Regions from separate parts of the Rattus norvegicus genome. Here region 1 is linked to region 2. Evidence: chromatin contacts called from public HiChIP or PLAC-seq data. All regions are on one chromosome and are shown on one strand. Each heading gives the region's core, a stretch centred on a gene start, on an enhancer-like site or on the middle of the called end of the contact. The rest is flanking DNA. Distances are from core to core; before and after follow the strand shown.

What was found. HiChIP or PLAC-seq counts read pairs in DNA pulled down with a chosen protein or histone mark.
Region 1: an H3K27ac HiChIP or PLAC-seq map of oligodendrocytes shows a contact between it and region 2, with 6 times the contacts expected there. The contact joins the promoter of Grpel2 here to the promoter of Csnk1a1 in region 2. A contact is called at or near these places in 4 of 12 Hi-C or Micro-C datasets (Schwann cells, hepatocytes, liver and 1 more) and 1 of 1 datasets of contacts at active chromatin or transcription factors (oligodendrocytes).

What each region holds. Positions count from the first base shown.
Region 1 is chr18:57,446,220-57,452,752 of GRCr8, reverse strand. Grpel2 (GrpE-like 2, mitochondrial) reads left to right here and starts at 2,345. Exons shown (of 4, transcript NM_001109513.1): 1 at 2,345-2,441. The coding sequence starts at 2,368. LOC134482948 (a long non-coding RNA gene) reads left to right here and starts at 5,809. Exons shown (of 2, transcript XR_010059713.1): 1 at 5,809-5,885.
Region 2 is chr18:57,282,811-57,290,054 of GRCr8, reverse strand. It overlaps Csnk1a1 (casein kinase 1, alpha 1), which reads right to left and starts at 2,643. Exons shown (of 10, transcript NM_053615.2): 1 at 2,028-2,643; 2 at 1,379-1,485. The coding sequence starts at 2,150.

The DNA of each region.
Region 1 (6,533 bases), core at 1,096-3,595, 160 kb before region 2:
ACATATACATGAATAGACACATGTATGTAAGTACTCAGTCTAAGCTGTGTGGCTAAAAGAACTATGAGCACAGCCACTAAAGCAAACGCCAGCTCCCGTACTCCATTACTAGTGTGCCTTTGTGGTTTTCCACAAAGTGTGCCACAGGTCTGAAGGGAACTCAAGGTTCAGCCTTCCCAAGTCTGAAGTGTTACATTCTTAGGGCCACTCATCCTTACTGGGGAACCTTACACAGGGTCACAAATCGGTCAGGGCCTCAAGTTTCTTATCTGGGAGAGTTTGTGACCACCATGCTAAGTGCACTAGTATAGAGCACATGAGGACAATAATATGTGTTGGCTGTCACATCTGAGCTGGACCTTAGCCGAGATCAAAGATACAGAAGACTGACTTCGTGGAACTGCAACAGGCAGAGGACAAAGTCAGACCAAGTTGCTATGGTAAAAGTTAAGTTTATTTTGGTGAGGATTCAGGGTGCTTAAGGAGCACATCCCACTCCTTAAAAAATTAAACACTGGTCCATTTTCACACTCAGACATCCTTTCATCTAAATCCCCTAATTTTTTTCTAAAAGAAAGGTCACATTAATCCCAGCACTTGGGAAGCAGAGAGAGGTAGGAAGATCTCCAAGTTTGAGGACAGCCTAGTATATATAAATTGAGTTTCAGGACAGCCAGGACTATACAGGGAAACCCTGTCGAGAGTGGGGTGTGGGGGAAGCAGCTGTGGCTGGCCTAAAATTTAATGTGTAGACCTGGCTGGCTTCAAACTGACAGAGATCTAGTGCTGAGATTAAAGTCATGCAACACCACACCAAGCAAAACACTAAAATGTATCTACATCTTGGACTGGGGAAATGGCTCAGCAGGGAAAAGGTGCTTGCCACCAAGCCTGATGACCTGAATTCAATCCCCAGAACCCAAATAGTTTTAAAGACAAAACTGACTACTGCAAATGATCCCATGACTATATGCATTCCTTGGTGTAGGCATATACATACCTATACACATGTATTAAAAAAAATAAAATTGACCTATATCTTCACTGACATCACCCAACTTCATTCATTCATTTAACAAGTATTTATTGGGCAAGGAAAAAAATATCAGTGATCAAGACCTACCACAAAATTCTAGATTGCAAAAAAAGAAGCAAGGAAAAATATGACGTAAGGATAGCGACTTGCATGGGGTTGTCAGGTTTCTCTGAAACTCCACCACAGTGGTAGGAATGAGCTGGCCAGCACTGCAATCCCAGCACTGAAGAGAGTTCAGGACTGCATAATAAGAAGGCCCTCTGCCAAGAACCAGAACAAAGCATTCCATCCTCTCCTGCCTAGGCTCTTCCAGCAGTGTATCTCCCCTACCTCTTTTTACACCCTTCGATTTTCTCTGAACAGCAAAGTAGCTTTCCAATTCTGAGGAAAAGCCTGGAATGTCCTAGGCAAGCCTTTCTGAGTTACGTCTCCAGCTCTCCAGTAATTTGACACCACCTCGCTGTTACTCAGTCTGGGCTCTTGTGACCCTCTTGCCTTAAAACTAAGTGGGTGGGATTACAGGCCTGAGTAACTGTATCTGTTGTCAAGTCACTGTACTCATAATTGGACAATATAGTTTTGCCCTGAACGCGCTTAGATTTTAAGAGGAAACAATATACACCATTAGCACACAGTTAGGTTGGAAAACAAGTCTGGAAAGAAAAACTATGGGAGCGTGACTGGGGAAGATGCAGGTTGCACCAATTTCCCAGTCTTAACGTCTTCGCCATATTGTATTTTTCCCTTCCAACTCTCCCTCTTCACTGGCTCTTTCTTTACAACGGATGTCACTCCCTGAACCACTTTTCATCTACCAGTTTTCGACCTGTACTCTAGTCTTTCCTTTGCAGTTTTTTTATGTGCATGGCGCATACATGACTGAGGTCATGGTGAAGTCAGAGGGCATGTTGAGGAAGTCGGTTCCATCCAAGTGGGTCCCAGGATCGAGCTCACGTTGTTGAGACTTGCTGGCCAGCGCCTTTGCCTGGGGAGTCATCTCATCGGCTCTGAATCTACTAAACTTTCGCAACGCCGTGTCCCCCGCCTCGTTTAAGCATTTTACACTCATTGTGTGTTCGCTTCTCGAGGATGAGGTGAGGATCCACTTAGCTCACAGTGAACCTCGCACCTACTACGAGCCTCTTGGCACAAGCATCCACATGACTATGACTAGATGAACTACGAGGTAGGAGGGTAGCGACCTGACCGGAAAAGCAGGGTAGCGCACAGGAAACCGGAAGTCCCCGCCTACTGGGGGCGTGGTTTTTCAGAGCGCGACTCTCCACTTGGCTCGAGCGCGCACGCGCATTGTCGGCGCTCTAATCTGGAACATGGCGGCGCGTTCGCTGTGGGCGGTGCAGCGTCTGCAGCGCCTACTGGCCTCCGGGGCTGTGTCAGAGAGCAGGTAAGAGGGGCGGCGGGACCGGGCCGGCAGTGGCGTGAGCGCGCCGTGGGCAACCATGGGAAGGAAGTTGAGGGCTAACCGGGCGCCGGCGAGGACCAGCCTCAGGTCCCATGACCCGGCGTCCCCGCCGCGTCCCTTGCAAGGGAGGCTGAGGCCCATAGGCGCGCTTTTCCCGGTCAAGAAAGATAAGTGGCTCCGAGGCCATTCCTGGGAGGTAGAACCCTGTGCCTGACTGAATCGGAGATGAATTCTTTCCTAGCCCCTGCTCACCTGTTTCTTGCAGTGATGAATGTATTAGGGTTCTTAGCCGGACTCCATGTGGTCTTAGGGCAAGCAATCTCTCCACCTTCTCAGGGGCGTTCTTTACCTGAGTGTAAAAAGAAAGCAGTAGACCTGGGTTTTCCTAATGGCCAGCCCATCAGTCTTGGGGATACTTTAATTTACAGTTGCCGTCAGTGGACTTTAGAACTGTGGTTGGTTCTTTTATTATTTCGTGTTTAATAGTTGAGGAAACTGGAATTTTGGGAATTTTGCTAACTCCTCCAGACTTAAATCTTAAGGAAGTAACCCTGTCAAGAAACCAGTTGTGATTCACGAACAGGTGTTTTGTGTTAGCTCATTCCTGAGAATGAATAAAAAGACTGTCTGTGAGTTAGAGAACTCCGACTTGTAAATTAGCTGCGGGGAAATCCAGGAAATTTGCATCCATTTGTCACTTTTCTTTTTAATCGTAGTGCACCTGACCTAACACCCGCCATACCAGAGCTATGAGATGCTTAGGGCAGGGTGGTTTATTTTCAATCTTTTGGCAGTTTGTTGCGTGAGTAAGGAAATAATCAAACATTAGTTTCCTTTCCAGGAGTAACTATTCTGAACACTGACCTTTTTCTCTAAACTGGCCCTATTTTGACCTCCTATCTGTTTACCCAGGGTAAATGTAATTTTCTAGGAGGGAAAGTCTCTGACCATGTGTAATTTGCTTCAGACATATTTTTCTGAACCAAATAATTGGAACCATGTAGAACTGGATGTCAAACCATAATAAAATTTGAGAACCAGCCTGAAATGTCTGGGAGATGAAAGTTCTCTCACGTGTGTCTCCAAACTAGCTCTGCACTCTGCCTAGAATGCTCTCTTTAAAGCAAACTTTTACTCCCGTCCCCTTAAATTTTTGTTTAGATTTTTCTCAGTGACCACTATCCATTATCTCCCTGTTCCTATAAGCAATGAACTGCTTGCTTTAAAGAGGTCTTGGACCCACAGATTGATTAACCTGGTTGTTTTTTTAACTTGAAATAATGGCCAGGACCCTGAAGGGGTGATGATGAAAACTTCCTTAAATTAGAGGTCAGGACAGGCGCACTCCCAAGATCTGCTCTGAACTAGGTTTTTGTCTACATTTCTATGTAAACTGAACTATTTTAGTAACACCAGGTGCAAGGGCTCACTTCCCTATGCCCATAGAAGCCAAGGTCAGGTGGTTTTATCTGCAAGGTCTGCTGTCGAGGAAGTTGAGAGCAGAAAGTTTACCTTTTCCCTGGCTAGTTGATAGGGTAATTATAGGGAGAGGTGTTTTCTTTCTCTTTTAGGTGGTGAGAATGAGAAAGATCTAATTCTTTTGTGAGGATGTAAATGTCATCATGCTTCTTCACAAGTCATGTGATTCTTTTTAAGGGGCGATTGATTATGTTTTGTGCTTGTGAATTTGAGCCTGTGCTATCAAATGTCCTTAGCAAGGCAAATTGGTTTGTGGGAATGTCCTGTGTCTTTTTTTTTTTTTTTTTCCCTTTTCTTTTTTTTCGGAGCTGGGGACCGAACCCAGGGCCTTGCGCTTGCTAGGCAAGTGCTCTACCACTGAGCCAAATCCCCAACCCCATGTCCTGTCTTTAAAAGCCTGTGTGAAAGTTCCCTGAAAGGATTCCTGAAGCAGTTCCTGAATTTATGTCCCCATTGTTGGGACCCTAGCCATTTGATTAGCTGTGCCATATTTTAGATTGCATAGGTAGTTGAACAAAACCCAAATGACTAAAACAAGATTCTATTTTAGCAACCCCATAGGCTGTTCCAGTCAGAATTTCTCTATCACAGTATAGGTCCTCTTTCCTCCCTGAGAGCCTTATAGTGTGTGGTCACGAAGTCTTAGCTAAGCCTAACTGAGTTCCTTTTACTCAGTAAACCAGAACCATGTTACTTTGTGTGAGTTTGTGTGATAAATATCCTGGCTAAACAACACCAGCTCTGTGTGTTTCTTTTGTTTTGGGTTGGGGGGAGGGTAGTGGTGGTGTTCTTTTAAGACAGGCTTTTTACTGTGCTACCAGAAGGATCCACCTATATCAGCCTTCCAGTACCTGAGACTACAGGTAGTCCCATGCTGCTGTGCCCAGCCTAACTTTGTGGTCCATAACAAGTGATTAAGCCTCGAGCCTCTCATCTTGAGTTTTTCATCACTAAAGTAGGGTTTATTGTGGGGACTGGGGAAAGTCCTGGATCTTGCCTGTGTCGACAGGGACCAGCCATCCCCAAAACTCCAGAGTCTGAGACCTATTGAGGAATGGCAAGACCTTCCTGAGGGGAAGTGCTAGTGTTAACTACAATGGGGCTTTCGCAGACCCACCAATTATATAAATAATATCATGGAGTCTTTGCTTGGGTCAGCTCCCAGATAGCTCATCTTCTTAACCGGAATGACTAATCCTGGCCTCATCTGTGGCCAGTCTGTATCTTTGCTCTGCTATAATTCGTCCTGTTCCTTCATGTCCACTGGCTTCTCCCAGAGACCCTTTCTCTGCATGGAAATTCCGTCCTCCACTTCCTGTCTAGCCACAGGTCTTTATTAAAGCCAGTCAGCAAGTAAGGAAGGTGAATGTTTACAGACTAGAAAACCCGAGGATGGGCCATACTCTGCTAGTACAGAATTTCACAATTGAATATACAGAGATACACCTTCACCTAGTGCACCCCAACAGTTAACAGTGGTTGTGCAGAAAAGGTCTACCATAGCTTCCCCACCCCCACGCCCTGGATGTTGCCTGAAGACTGCTTCCTTACAGAGATTATTTCTACTCAGATTAACTAAACCTGCCCCCTTGATCCAGCTGCATAAGCTCTGCCTCCTGCCTCCTTGTTTATCCGTGTGTAGTAACCTCACCTCCTTGTTCAGCCTTATGCAATAACTCTGCCTCTCTGTTCAATCTGTATACTAAACTGTATATAATCAAAGCTTCCCGAGTGCTGAGGTTTCTCCAGCCAGGAGACCTGACTAGCTGATCCCAGCTTTCTGTCTCTTTTCTTAGAGCTCTCACCACCCCAGTCATCTGTCCCTGGAGCCATTTGGATGTAGCAATTGGCGCCCAACCAGGGACGTGGACAGTGTGGACAGTGGCTCTGGGAAACTCTTATTGGTCAGACGAGGGACCACTTCCACAAGAAAGTGTGCTTATGCAGGTAAAAAGGGGGCAATAAGGTAGAAAAAGATAAGGAAAAATGAGAAAGGCATAAAGCTAAAGGAACAAAGGGTGAATGGGTGTGCACTTCTTTTTTTTCTTTTCTTTTTTTCGGAGCTGGGGACCGAACCCAGGGCCTTGCGCTTGCTAGGCAAGCGCTCTACCACTGAGCTAAATCCCCAACCCTGGGTGTGCACTTCTAAGTATTGTGTATAAGAAATATAGGACACATAGATTCTAGAGACAGGCAGTTAGTTACATTTCAGTACTTAGAGATTTTGAGAAACCAAGAGAGTGAAAACATTGCAGCCCCATCGATGTATGACCAGGAGCCAGGTGTTCCTTGACAGACTCTTTCCACTAACAGCCCTCATCAATACTGCAAGGCACACCCCACTGGAAATTATTCTCCTAGTCCACCGACTATCAGAGAAGCTGGTCTGTAGATAGTTGGCCATTTTGCAGCATCAGGTGGGGTATTCACTGGAGCTACTGTGTTGGTGGAAAACAATTACAGGCCAAGCAGAATGGCCCAGAAGCCCCTGGAACACCCCCTCTTTGTTATAAGAAAAAGAAAAAAGAAATAGGGTAAATGGAGGCTGTTGCAGGGTTTAAGAGCCATGAAGTCACACAGGCGGGCAGTGGATCC
Region 2 (7,244 bases), core at 1,394-3,893:
GTGGTCAGAAACTCAAACTTAGACCTCCAATTTCACTGCAATCTTTTGCCACATAAATCTGGATTTTTTTTTCAAAGAGCTCATTTACAAATGACTGGTGGTTATTTATCTCCCAACATCTTTATTAAAATGTTTCTATTTAAAAAAAAAAAAGGCTAGGCGTGGTGCAATTCTTTACTCCCAGCACTAAGGAAGCAGAGGCAGGCTGATCTCTGTTGAGTTCCAGGACCAGGGTGTGTGGTCTATATAGCCCATTCTAGTTAGAGGAGAGGGAGGGACAGAAGAGAGAATACGTTATGTCCATTTAATTTTCAACTATTTTTCTATCTGCAAATGTTATCTTTGAGTACTGTTACGAAACAGTTGAGATTTAAAACTAATCTTAAAAAAGGTTAATTTCAAATCAAAATTTAAAATTATCCCAATAACATTAAAATATTTCAAAGAGCAGTTTTTATCCTGATTATTTCTATTTACCATTGAGCCCCTTCTAATTCTCTTTAAATGTTACCAACAAAATAACTCAACAGGTTGAAACTATTTATCAAACTGTTATCAAGCGAAGCTTTCTTTTATTCAGCTGACCAGCAGATTTCAACAGTTGGTGCTGTTCAAAGCTGCCTTTGCAATTACACATAAAGTTTGTAGGAACTGAAACATATCAAACATTGCCATTCACAGAAGCAGAAAGCAATGAGTGCATTGGACAGGGATAGTAAGAATTTTACACGAGTAAAAATGTCCCAAGTTTATGTTGCATCTGCTGCAGAGATCACATACTGTCATGTCATTTCCTTCCCAGATTCTCATGGCCTTATGAAACTCAATTCTCGGCTTTTCAGGGTTAAGGCTGCTAAAGGAAGCTTATTTTGTGGTTCCAAGCTAAGAAAAAGGCAGGAATATGGGGGTTGAGTCACGTCGCTCCGCCATTTTCTAAGCGGAGGAAGACATGTTGGAACAAAAACACAACAAAAGAGCAGCCATTTCCCAAACCAGCTCCGATAGCAACCCCAGTAGACCAAACTCACGCACATCCACACCTTCAGGGGACACACTTCAGGGGACAAACGTGTGAACACCAAAGGTACCTCCTTAAAAATAACAAAAAGCCAACCCTTCCGCGTAGGGACCAAAGACGACCCGCACAGTTAACTGCAAACGAAAGCCTCAGGAAGCGGAAAAATGACAGAAGCTGAATGCAGCAGTACAACAAAATTTCAACTAAGTTGGAGAACTAAAAATTACTCAACGATTACGGTTAACTATGGAATCTGGAGGACGCAGTACCAAGACCGATTCATCGCGTCCAATTACCAGCCTCAACCCCTTTCACCATTTCGCAATTCCCAGCGATCGACTACGTGCTCAAGGTTCTTACCGTATGTGAGGGATGCCAACCCCACCTTGAAGAATCTTATACAGTTTGCTCTCGTACAGCAACTGGGGATGCCTGGCCTTCTGGGATTCTAGTTTCACTGCCACTTCCTGCAGAGGAAAGGGGACGATGGTATCAAAATCCCTACGGATTCAAACTCACTTGGGAAACGAGAAATGTTAGCAATGCTTGCTTCCAGTTGCCACTATGAGGACGTGAAGAGACGGGCATGTCCTCTAAATCTAAAGTGAGTGAAACAAAAGGAGTCATCCAGAAAACAGGCAACCTTGGAACGTAAGGCGAGACTTTTAAAAGGAAACTGTTCTAACTGGAACAAGAACCCCAGATTAAATTTGAGAAATACAAAGAAAACCATGGCGATCATACACGACTTCGCCCTTCTCCTCTTAAATAACGGTTAAAATGAAATACTTTGAACAAGGTGGGAAACCTCAGAGCTTACCCTCCCTTTCTATCGGGTTTTTCCTTTTTAGGGAAATAGTGGGGGAGGCTGCTAAGCCAGGAAAACTGGCTCGCTCTGGACTCCCTAGTGCGTGCGTGCGTGCGTGCAGTGGGAAGGTTTGGAGTACTTAGGGGGGTTGGGGGTGAAAAAAAGCCCAGCGTTAACGTTCCCCCAGAACCGGGTGATTACCTCGCCATTGGTGATGTTGATCGCTAGATAAATGTCCCCGAAGGAACCAGATCCGATCTTCCGCACCAGTTTGTATTTCCCACCGACGATAAATTCGGCCTTGGAGCCGCTGCTGCTCGCCATCCTGAGACGCGAAGATGGAGGCGGGGGCCAAGCCCCGACACCTCTGGAAGAGGATGGAAGCCTCCGGGGCTGTTCCACCCGGCAGATCTGAGGAGCGCGGCAGGCAACCTAAAACCAAGGCTTTGTTGGCGTTTCAGGGCGCAAAGGCGGCTGAGAGAAGCCGGATCGCCGCCGCTCGCTGAGGGCCTGGCCGCAGTTAGTTAAGGGTGGTCGCGGCTGCTGAAGCTCGGCCACTTGCTATTTGGGCGGCCGCCGCTGTTTCTTGTTCGCGGCGACGTCGCGGGCTGGGGAAGGGGCGCGGTGAATTAGGGCGGCAGTACCGCTGCCACCACTGCCGCCGGCTCCGGCCCGGAGGGAACCCGTCACTCCGCCGATGCCGCCATCTTGTTACTCCAGCTCCAGCCAACACAAAATGCCCCCAGTCCCCGGGAGCCGCTTCTTCACGGCGCGGAGCACTCTGGGAAAGGGATCTCGGGCGCTCTTTCGGTAGGGTGGGCTGAGAGAGGGAGGGCGGAACCGGATCCGCGAGAGTCGCAACCCACGCTCCTAGCGTCACCCAGCCACGCCCAGGTGCGCCTGCGCACTGAGATGCCTGCGGGCTGCGCAGGTCTGGTGTAGCCTGTGCTCTTCCCCGCCCGGGCTCACTTCCACTTCCGGCCGTCCGGGGCTCTACTCTTGCTACCTGTTAATCACTTTGGACCCCGAGGGCAGTGTCTTGCTATGCGTCAGGCGAGCGCGTTAGGGAGTCACCTTCTTTTCAAATGTGGCCAATGAAAGCTTCTGGTCTCCTTGGGAGTTGAGTGATCTTTTTTCCGCGTTTGAAGCGGTTTATAGCCTTTGATCCTTTTTCAGGTCACTCTGGAGCCGTCCTTTTCCTGCACAGTGTGTCGAAATAGGTTGTGGCCTCTGATGAGAAAAGCTGCGCCGGGCGAGCTGGGTTTAGGAAGTGGCAGATTCCTACTGATTATTAGTAATTAAGGGTTCAGGGCTCCGTGAAATGTCGCTAATTCCCCTTCCCCCATTTTTTAAGGGAACATGAAGAACCTGGTATTAGTCTCACCCTGTGTCTGTTCGTATTCCTTTGAATACACTTGATCTGAAAGGAGCAATTCTAATAGAAACTTCATTATCACTAGCGTTATGAACAGAAAAACTTGACAATAAATTTGCGCATAATAAAATTTGCTATACTTATCCTTCAAAGAAGCAGTTTCGTCTTGGATCATGTCGAGAAGTACATTATTAGTGCAAAAGGTACAAATGAATATTACAAAATAAAACCGACATCGTTTAAAACAAGGTAATTTTTTATTAAAAACTGATAAAACGGGACTTGTCTTTATTTTCAAGTACAAAATTTTACTGAAAATTAAGGTTTACAAAAGCTCCCTCGGGCACTATGAAACATGAGTATAGCCTGTAAAACTTTTTTAAGTCAATGCTAAAATAAACATTAAAATGGAAAAAATGGTGTATTTTTATTTGTGTGTGTGTGTGTGTGTGTGTGTGTGTGTATGAGTTTTTGTGCATCACATACATGGATGCAAGAGGGAACTGGACTGCATGAACTGGAATCACCGGTGCTTGAGAGGTACCTGATGCAGGTAACAACTGGTCTCCAGGTCTTCTGTAAGAGTAGTTAAGTTCTCTAAACCACTGAGCCATCACTCCAGACCTAGGAAAAATGAAAAAAAAAAGTCTTAAATACAACTTTGAACACTGGTACAGTAGTTAGAAGTAGAGACTGTCTAGGGCTTAACAAGTAGTTCTGAAGGATAAGTGAACTAGGGTTGGCAAAGCATACGTGACACACACACACACACACACACACACACACACCACATCTTGATGGAGGATGAAAAATGCTGTGTTGGTGCAGTAGTGAGAGCACTAGAGAACTAAACTGGGTGATTTTCAAAGGTGTGCATTTAGATAGGTGCAAGTCTAGCAAAGTGTTCCACAGAATTATAGAGGAACAGTGCTTGGTTCTTCTGCAACCAATCTAATTTCATGTATTTTATTGAGATTCTTATCTTCTTACATTTGTGTCATTAAAATACATTTTCGGAGGTTGGGGGGCTGCCAGAGGACCGGAGCTCTTGCAGTTCTCTTAGCAGAACCTAGCATCTATATGGTGATTCACAAGTGTTTGTAATGTCGGTTCCAGAGGATCAGATGCCCTCTGGTCTCTGAAGCAGCTTACCCACATGGTGCACAGGTATGCATGCAGTCAAAACACATATACACATTAAGTAAAAAACAACCTTTTTTTTTTTTTTCTCTCGGAACTGAGGACCGAACCCAGGGCCTTGTGCTTGCTAGGCAAGCGCTCTACCATTGAGCTAAATCCCCAACCCCAAGTAAAAACAACCTTAAAAACTGGTGCTGAGGGTCAATGATTTTCATTTTAAATCTTTATTTGGAAACTTTTAAAAGTCAACTTATATATCTAACTTGTAAAAAAAAAGGAATTGTTAGAAACCCAACCCCCAAAAACCTCACTTTTGGACCTTCTAAAATTACTTTAAAAATGACTAAAAATTGTAGGCCCTGGAGAAATTTAGAGATCGAGTTTGATAAGTACTACATTTCAAATACAACTTGCAGAGTGCTTTCACACACACCATTTGTGCCCTCAAACTGTGGAGCCCAAGGTCCCGGAGACCTTAATGACAAAGGCGGGACTGGAATCTCAACTTAAGCAAGGGAGAACTTTTGAAAAGAGTTGAACACAAGTTTGAACAATCGTGTCCCGGCAATTACATCTGTATTTATTGACAAATCTAGATTTTTGAGTGGCTACAATTGCTTTGAAGCCTGTGCTCCTCAAGAAAAGCTCTCTGGTTGGTAATCAGAGTGTGTTTGGGGTAAAATAAGAACAAACACAAGAAGTTGAGGTGGATTCAGAAAACGCAAGCTGGCTTGTCCATCGCTTGGATCGCAAACCTACAAATCAGTAGAAAAAATAGCAACACCGTTAGAACAAGTACATCAAGCGCTGCCCCAGGTGCTGACTATCAAACACCCCTGAGGATACTCAAGTATCAGAAGCAGGAGTCGATGGAGGGCTTGAAAAACTGGAGGAGACCGGAAATGTACTTTTGGGTCAGAGTCACCTACTCAGCCTGTTTCTCTATATTTGACAGCAATTTTATCTTTCTTCCTTCATTTCTTCCTCTCTCTCTCTCCCTTAGTGCATTGTTCAGAGGATTTTGTTAATGTGGATCGCTATTTAGTGTCTTCTTCTTTTCTTTTTTTCTTTTTTCTTTTTTTTCCGGGGCTGGGGACCGAACCCAGGGCCTTGCGCTTCCTAGGCAAGCGCTCTACCACTGAGCCAAATCCCCAACCCCTTTAGTGTCTTCTATATATGACAGTAAGTTACCTTCCACTTAAAGATGGCCACTTAAACAAGACTGCTGTGAACAGACACCATGACCAGGAAACTTTTTTTTTTTTTAATTTATTTATTTCATGTCTGAGAGTACACTGTCGCTGTTTTCTAGCAGAGCAGAAGAGGACATCGGATTCCAGCACAAATGGTTGTGAGCCACCTTGTGGTTGCTGGGAATTGAACTCAGGACCTCTGGAAGAGCAGTCAGTGTTCTTAACCGCTGAGCCATCTCTTCAGCCCGACCAGGCAACCTGTATGAGGATAACATTTAACTGGGGCTGGCTTACAGTTTCAGGGGCTCAGTCCATGATCATCAAGGTGGGGAGCATGGCAGCATCCAGGAAGGCGTGATGTAGGAGTTGCTGAGCGTTTTACATCTTGTTCCGAAGGCAAACAGGAAAAGATTGGGTTCCCGGCAGCTAGGATAAGGATCTTAAAGCTCAGACCCACAGTGACAGACCTCCAAATAGTGCCATTCCTTGGGCCAAGCATATACAAACCATCACGAGGAGAACACCAGTTAATACTCAACATGGTTGTGGGAAATCTCAAGTACACAGTACTGGAAAAAGAAGTTTAAAAATTATATTGAAGTAGCCCCTTAACATTTAGGACTATTCTGTAGTTTTCGAGATCCTTACTCCCTGCTGGGCTCTGAACTTGGCAAGAACTCCTAATAGAGCTTCTTACTTATACCTCAGTGGGCAAATGATATAGATTTAAGACCTCTCTACTTACCCGTTAGCCCTTTTAGCTTATGTAAAATTCACATCTCAAAAAATTTAAAGATTGTTTAAAATTTCAAGTATACATGTGTGCACACACATGTTTAATTTTATTTGTAAAAACTAACAAGATAGTCATAGTTCTGTCTTGAGACCAGTTTCCACCCCTCCCCCCAAATCGTTTGTTGCAGCTGTGGTCCCGTATAACCAGTCTTCTGCAGAAATAGCCCTAATGTCTATGGAAATATGAATGATATAGTTGGGACACTGAACCAATCCCAGCGGAATATTCTGTTGTTTTCCAGACTTTTCTAGTCTAAACCAACAATGCTGTAATGAATATTACCATAGCTAAATATTTCTTATCATGCGACGTTAATCGGCGAGAGCATGAAATGTCTCTAGAAATGCCACTGGCCTAAAAACACTCTGTATCATATATGATCAAGCAGGTTCACCAGAAACTGATTCTGTATTGATACACTCTGCAGCGATTCAGCTCACTCAAGGGCTCGTCTAGCTTTTCGCTTGATCTTACAGTTACACACTCTAATCCAAGTCTTTTCATTTTATTTCCGGAAGGGGCTGTTAGGGTCTTCCTTTCTGACTAACATAACGGATTTAATTTTGTAGTTCCACTTTGTAGCTACACAGAGAAGCCCTGTCTCTGTCTCGGGGAAAAAAAACCAAACCAAACCAAACCCAAAACAAACAAGCAAACAAACAAGCAAACAATAAATGGTCCTCTGACAGCAGCTACAGTAGCAGAGTTGTAATTAGAAGGGACTGAGAGACATACTCCCTTTCAGGATCTTTAAGAAAGACAGCAGTTAAGGGGTTGGGGATTTGGCTCAGTGGTAGAGCGCTTGCCTAGCAAGCCCAAGGCCCTGGGTTCGGTCCCCAGCTCCGAAAAAAAAAAAAAAAAAAAAAAGGGGTTGGGGATTTAGCTCAGTGGTAGAGCGCTTGCCTAGCAAGCAC